Regions from separate parts of the Ctenopharyngodon idella genome. Here region 2 is linked to region 1. A link is a contact called in public Hi-C data. All regions are on one chromosome and are shown on one strand. Each heading gives the region's core, a stretch centred on a gene start, on an enhancer-like site or on the middle of the called end of the contact. The rest is flanking DNA. Distances are from core to core; before and after follow the strand shown.

Region 1 (3,213 bases), core at 681-3,180:
TAAATCTCCGATTGTGTTCGTCTGAAAGAAGATAGTCATATACACCTAAGATGGCTTGAGGGAGAATAAATCATGGGATAATTTTCATTTTTGGGTGAACTATCCCTTTAACCAAATACAATTACATAAGGCATGAATAAGAATGGAGTATAGTGTTTGTATTACATTTTAATTTTTTTCATAAAAACACTTATAGTGTGCACTGTATATAGTTTATATTCCAAATTGCTGCACAGGAATATCCTTTCAAGTATCAAATAACAGCATTTTATGTTTCTGAACTTTTATTAATATAGCAGCTTTAAAGCAAAGTTAATAATAATGTTATCAAACACTATACTAAACATTTTTTCCCCCAATTAGTTAATTAAATAGATTTTTTTTCGCGGTCTGGGGAATAAAGGAAATAAACGCGGGAGGCTCTGGACGTGACGTGACGTCACGGCGCGCTGATTAACCCAGTGACACCATTACTGCGCATGACTGAACTACTGCATAATAAACAGATTGCTAGTGAACTAACATTTATTGCTTTACAAGCATTCCTTAAACTAAATACAATTAGTCTAGCTCTTTTATCTCTGGGTAAATAATACAAATCATGTACAAATATATTACTAATGATAATACAAATCAGCTTACCTGAATTTCATAGTTTTGTTTCTTAGCTGCTGACGGGATTCTTCTATTGCACTGCTGAAAATAAGGTTTTGATATTTAAATATTTGCGTACATTGAAAATAATATATTACACAACCGTTTCAGTAACATAATATGTCAAATAAATAGCAATATCTCACCTCGCCTTTTCTTTTCCTCTGAGGTTTGTTTTGTTCTGGTGCGTTTTCATTTCTTTCTTGTAATGTGTTGCGAGTACTATTGAAATACGAAAGTAAAGAAATAAGTATTGTCGTTTATTTAGGGTTAGCGTAAATCAAACATTTGACAAAGTTCTCACCTGCGTCTTGACATTTTCTAAACAAACGGTGTGCTTTTCTCCTGTGAACCAGAAACATACAACGTTAAGTCACAATGTAATTAACCAGCACTTTAAACTTAAATAATGACTTAACTGCATATCGTGTATAAAACACTACTAAAATATCTTTAATAAAGCGTTTAAGAGAAATACTTTCAACAAAATGGCTTAACAATAAACACTTAAGCTCCAGACTGGAGCTTAGTACATACAGGACCAGAAATATCTATCACATTTCTATACGAATTAAAAGTCAAACCGTTAAAATCTAAAGGCATTAGGAGTAAATGCAAAGTCTGCTCAAGCTGTATTATTATCATTCGATGTTTTTACACAAACCAGAAATACATGATCCAGTTCTGTAGGTTTATGAAAGGACAGTCCGCGCCAATTTACATGAAGCGGGAGACTACAGCTGCCCCCACAAAAACCCATCTGAGATCTGTTAAAAGCGCATTAAACACCAGTTTCACCGAGAATACTGTTCAGGGAACTCCTTGGTGTGTAGAAAATCCATAAGACTTCTCACAATATAAGTTATTTTCCTAGTTTATGAAAGGAGTTTACAAATACACGTCCACGTACATACTATCTAATCTGGCGCCTAGCAGAGCTGGCTAACTTTCAACAACATCCCCCCTCTGAGCTCGACATTACATTAAACATTTGGCTATAAGATGGTTCTGAAAATATGAATTGCCCCTTTTTCCTAAATAATAAAGCTAAATACATCTGCTTTTAAGGGTCCCGCAGGAATCTTCATCTTTAGTCGTAGATGACTGGTTAAAAGGCTCAAACCTCCGTTTTAAAGCAACAGTAACATAAAACAACAGCACGGTTCCTGCTAAAACATTTTGTAACACGATTTTGAAGAGGTAAGATTAAAGTAAGAAATATTATAAGAGAAAGAAGACTAAAGTAAGTGTCCTTACCGCAGTGTTCAGTGCGAGTGAATGAATGAATGGCGCCAAGCAATATATAGTCCAGCGGTTCGCGGCTACTGCGCATGCGTGGCGCTCTTTTTAGACTTTAAAAACAACCCAAAAAACTATATATAGCATTGTGTTTTCAAGCTAAAAATGATCGGATAGCCTGATGTGTGTTGTTAAAAAATGTCCATGGATTCAGAAATTATTATGTTGGTCTTTTTGAGGAAACCTACGAGAATGTTTGTGGTTTGTAGACTTGTTTTTGGCCGCGCCGACCCTTGGTTTAAATATGTAAAAAACGCGCTTTCCTGCTTTCCCGGTTAAACGAATCCGGGGCTCGAGGTCCTAATACATCATATGCGAGTAGGTCTGTGTGTTAAATATTGCATTTATGTGAAATTATTAAGAGTTTTTTGACTCGAAGGAGACGCTTCCTAGTTTGACAGCTTCTCGTGGGCGTGGATTTGAATCGGTCTGACCAATCATCGTTATTCCACGAGAAACAACGTGCTCTTGTAAACAAACCCATGAGAAGAGAGATCAGCACATCTGACAGGCAATTAAAAGCCCAGTGAAAATGTTTCTTACCATCAATCCTATCATAATATTACTTGCATTTCACAATCATATCTAAATTAATCAACCAAAATATATATTTTTTCTGTTGTTTGCACAGAAATGTTGATTTTGTCACTATCATGTACCATTTTCGTGACGATGCGTTTTTTTTTTTATGCCTTTTACCCTCTGGTTACTTTATTTTGATCTGAGCATAAAAATACATGAACACACTAATATACATACTGCCGCGTTTCCGGCGAGAGAAACACAAAATAAAACACATAAGACAGTTCTGTTCATACAAAATCAACGCGACAGCTTTCGTACATAAACACATGAACAAGAAATACTTCATTCATTTAACCTTTTGAAAGAACAAAATCCCAAGAATACATTTTTGGATGCGAAATCGGCGCGAACAGTAATCCCGCTCAACCCTTTGTGTATGTTAAAATACGTCACATCCGGGGTGAAGAAAAGTGTAGCTACGTAGTACGTACAATATATAAATAAACAACTTCGTGTACTAAATGAATGTCTCCCAAATGCAAAGATCCCCAATATTCTATGTTTCATGAACATTTATACAAAACTAAATTCTGAATGTCTGAGGGACCTCTTTGTAAGGGATTTTCAATTCAGCCAGTACAAAAAAAGCACTAACCTAATCTACTAGCACTGTCACAAATGAACTTTCTAATAAAGAATGTATTTTAATAGGCATTTTAATTTTGTGAGGGCATT
Region 2 (3,228 bases), core at 650-3,149, 200 kb before region 1:
TTCAAAGACCACAGCTACGTTTATCACTTCAGATAATCAGCTATGGTTAGTCGGCTTGTGTTTTCGCTCAATTACACGTGGACGTTTTTTTTTTTCTTTATGAGTGTAGTTACATTGTATAATCTACTAGAGGCAAGTATGAAATATAAAGTACTTGAGTTACACACACCTATAAATATGGGATCCAAAAGTCTAATACCACATGAGAAAATGCACCAAGTCACTAAGTCAAAAAGTACCATAGTAGATTTTGGACATGTACTTTGATAATGAGTTCTTTTAAGTAGCCTACCTTGTTTCAATATATTATGATGGTGATCATTTAGTACCATGGCAAATATCAAAGTAGCCTATTAAGAATTTTTGCCTGATATGTGATATCACAATTTTTTTTTTACTGTATTATAAACAAGCAACAAAAAGTGCAGACAAACCAGAAATGATTACAAGACATGTCAAATTATCTTATGCAAAAAACACCATGTTTATTAGACACCAAATTCTCTGAACAATCAGAGTTAATAAAAACACTTCGTTGCGAAGCATATGCTTAGTTTACACAGAGTGAGAACAAAAAAAATAAAGGAAAAAAACATGAGAACTCCACATTGGAATCAAAAAGCACCACAGTGTCTGTGTTGTGATCACATCCTCCATGTATAACACTTCCCCACACGCATGTGAGTTTGATCTCAGTGTCTCTTTGAGAAGGAGTGTTGGCCTTGCTCCTCACATGGAAAGGGACAGAGGACATGGGCCCTCATGAAGTGCACACAGGGCCAGTTTGAAATCAAAATAGTGATATCTCGGTATCCAAATATAGTTTGATGAGTAAACAAAAAGTGTGACCCGTTGCCTGATCTAGGCGAGGACTGCAAATCAGCAGCCAGACCACATCTACACTGTAAACAAAGCAGTTAGGCAGTTCTTGGTTGCTACTGACACACAGTGCTGAACTCCAGCAAACCAAAACAAGATGCACCATTCTAGGACAAACCAACCAGAGGCCGGTTAATACTTATTATAAAATGCATTGCTATAAACCACTAGATTTTTGCATCACATTTGCATTTCAATCCAAACACTGAGATAAACAACTTAAAAATTACTCAATAAGAAGGGTCACGTTGCAAAACAGTCCAAAATACATAACATTTCCATCTCATCAATATACAATAGAAAAATTATAAGGGTGTGATATCAAAGTTTGTAAAACCAACGTATGACAACGAGCTGGGGGCCCCAAAATTTGAAAACGTCAAGTCGTTCATGCATCTGCGGGCTAGAGAACTCAGTCTACAGGTTTGGAGATGTCGTTCTCCGGTGGTTCCGATGAAAACTGGAGTCGTCTGACCGCTTCTTTGATCAGATTCCCCGACAATATGAGTTCCTGGAGGAGCTGGTGTGGATCGTCTTCGTCGATTTTCTTTCGGTTCCACGAGGATTTGAAATGGTCCCATTCCTGATCGCTGGATCCGGGCGGGTTATACGGACTGGCCCGGCTGGTACGTAAACTCCGGCTGCGGAGACGGATGCACCGCTGACCGCCCGCCGCGCTGCTGCTGCCGTTCGGTTTGCTGCTGGTGAGACCGTGTAGACGTGACATCGCCTTCTGGCTCGAGCTATTGTTGTGAAGCTGCAGCGCCTCGCCGATTTTCGACACGAGAGCGTCTACTTCCTTAGAATCCACCGTTACCGACTGTTCCAAAAAGATATAATTCTCCTTTCGACAAGGCATTTTGAATATATCTCTGTGTACAATAATATCCAGCCGTGATAATTGTTTTTATTCAAATAGATGAGATCGTTTACCCGGCGTCCTCCACGCTCACACGCTGCCCAACAGAAACAGCTCAAGGGTTGATTTGTAAACAATGGATGACGCAGAATCCGGCACGTACCATTTCGAAAGCATAGGGGCGCATGCTCAGTCGTTTAAAAATGTAGACGTATTATATTGTAGTTAAAAAGTTGGAGAGATATTTTATACGTTTCGTTTCAGCTACAACAGAAATTATATTGTCTGCTCGGTTTATTATTCTTGGTGATTATATTTATTTTGGCACCGCCACACATCTCCGCAGATCTCTGTATCATCAATCATAACATTACATAACAGTCCCCGAGTGTACAAAACGATACACTAGACAGCCACATGTGTGAACTCTATGCACTCACATGCTGTTGTAACTGAATGTGACACTGTACTAGATGCACTTGATTTCTAAGAAGGTTATAAATTTTAGCAACAATGCCAGTATTGGTCTTGATAACTTAATTTCCATATTTGGAACTGAGGACCTGTTCATCTCGTGTGGCACGTGCCAGGCGGTTAGTAATCAAGGCAACATTAAAATACAGTTGCATCGGACACATTAGACCAGGGTTTTTCATACTTAGGTCTGGGGAACTAAATTTTCAGTTTTATTTTCACATATTTATAATGTTCATTTTCATAGTATCAATTAGGAATTAGGTCTTTACACTTGAATATATATATATATATATATATATATATATATATATATATATAAAACCAAAATTTATTCAGACACCTTGAACATTTCATTCATTATTACAGTTTATTCACTATTGTTTAAAAAATAATAAAATATGACAAGATCTCAGAGTTAAACTGTGTCAGAAAAATGAATCTTAATTATGTCAGATAACACTTAAGCAAAACATGGCCAGGTCAAATTGTCTGAATAATTTTTGGCTCCAAATTTTTATCAATTTTGCTGGTAGTCCCCTGTATGAAGAATTTTTGGGTATGTCACAGTTTACTTCATTTTGCTATCCTCATTTACATAAATGAACTATACTGTCCTGCACCCACTAGTAAAAAAATACAAAAAATGATATCTAGTGTCTGAATAATTTTTGGTTTGACTGTATATATATATATATATATATATATATATATAATTGGTCAATGACGTGACGGGTCATTTTTTTGTCCAAAGGCCTTAATAATAATAAAAAACAAAGATATGACACCCAAAGTATGTAAGGTAGTACAACTAGATAACTTTTATTGAATCCAAAAGGTTTTAATTATATTTTGCTACATATAAAGGTATTTTACAGATTTTGAAGTGTCAAAAGGTTATTGGTTTAACCGTCCAAAGGCCAATACAGTCAATTCATTTGTGATTAAAATATCTTAAAATGTAATAAATGTATATATTTTTTATTCTGGCAGATTTGATAACAACATATATCAAC

The links. Hi-C and Micro-C count contacts between places; a contact is called where the count stands out from the background.
Region 2: a Hi-C map of muscle shows a contact between it and region 1, with 3 times the contacts expected there. The contact joins the promoter of gbp here to the promoter of ccne2 in region 1. A contact is called at or near these places in 2 of 2 Hi-C or Micro-C datasets (both in muscle).

The regions. Positions count from the first base shown.
Region 1 is chr16:20,047,674-20,050,886 of HZGC01, reverse strand. It overlaps ccne2 (cyclin E2), which reads right to left and starts at 1,930. Exons shown (of 11, transcript XM_051865591.1): 1 at 1,912-1,930; 2 at 959-999; 3 at 801-876; 4 at 643-693. The coding sequence starts at 972.
Region 2 is chr16:20,248,430-20,251,657 of HZGC01, reverse strand. gbp (glycogen synthase kinase binding protein) reads right to left here and starts at 1,899. Exons shown (of 1, transcript XM_051865723.1): 1 at 461-1,899. The coding sequence starts at 1,738. The coding sequence ends at 1,292. The region is part of intron 2 of LOC127497320 (a long non-coding RNA gene); the gene reads left to right.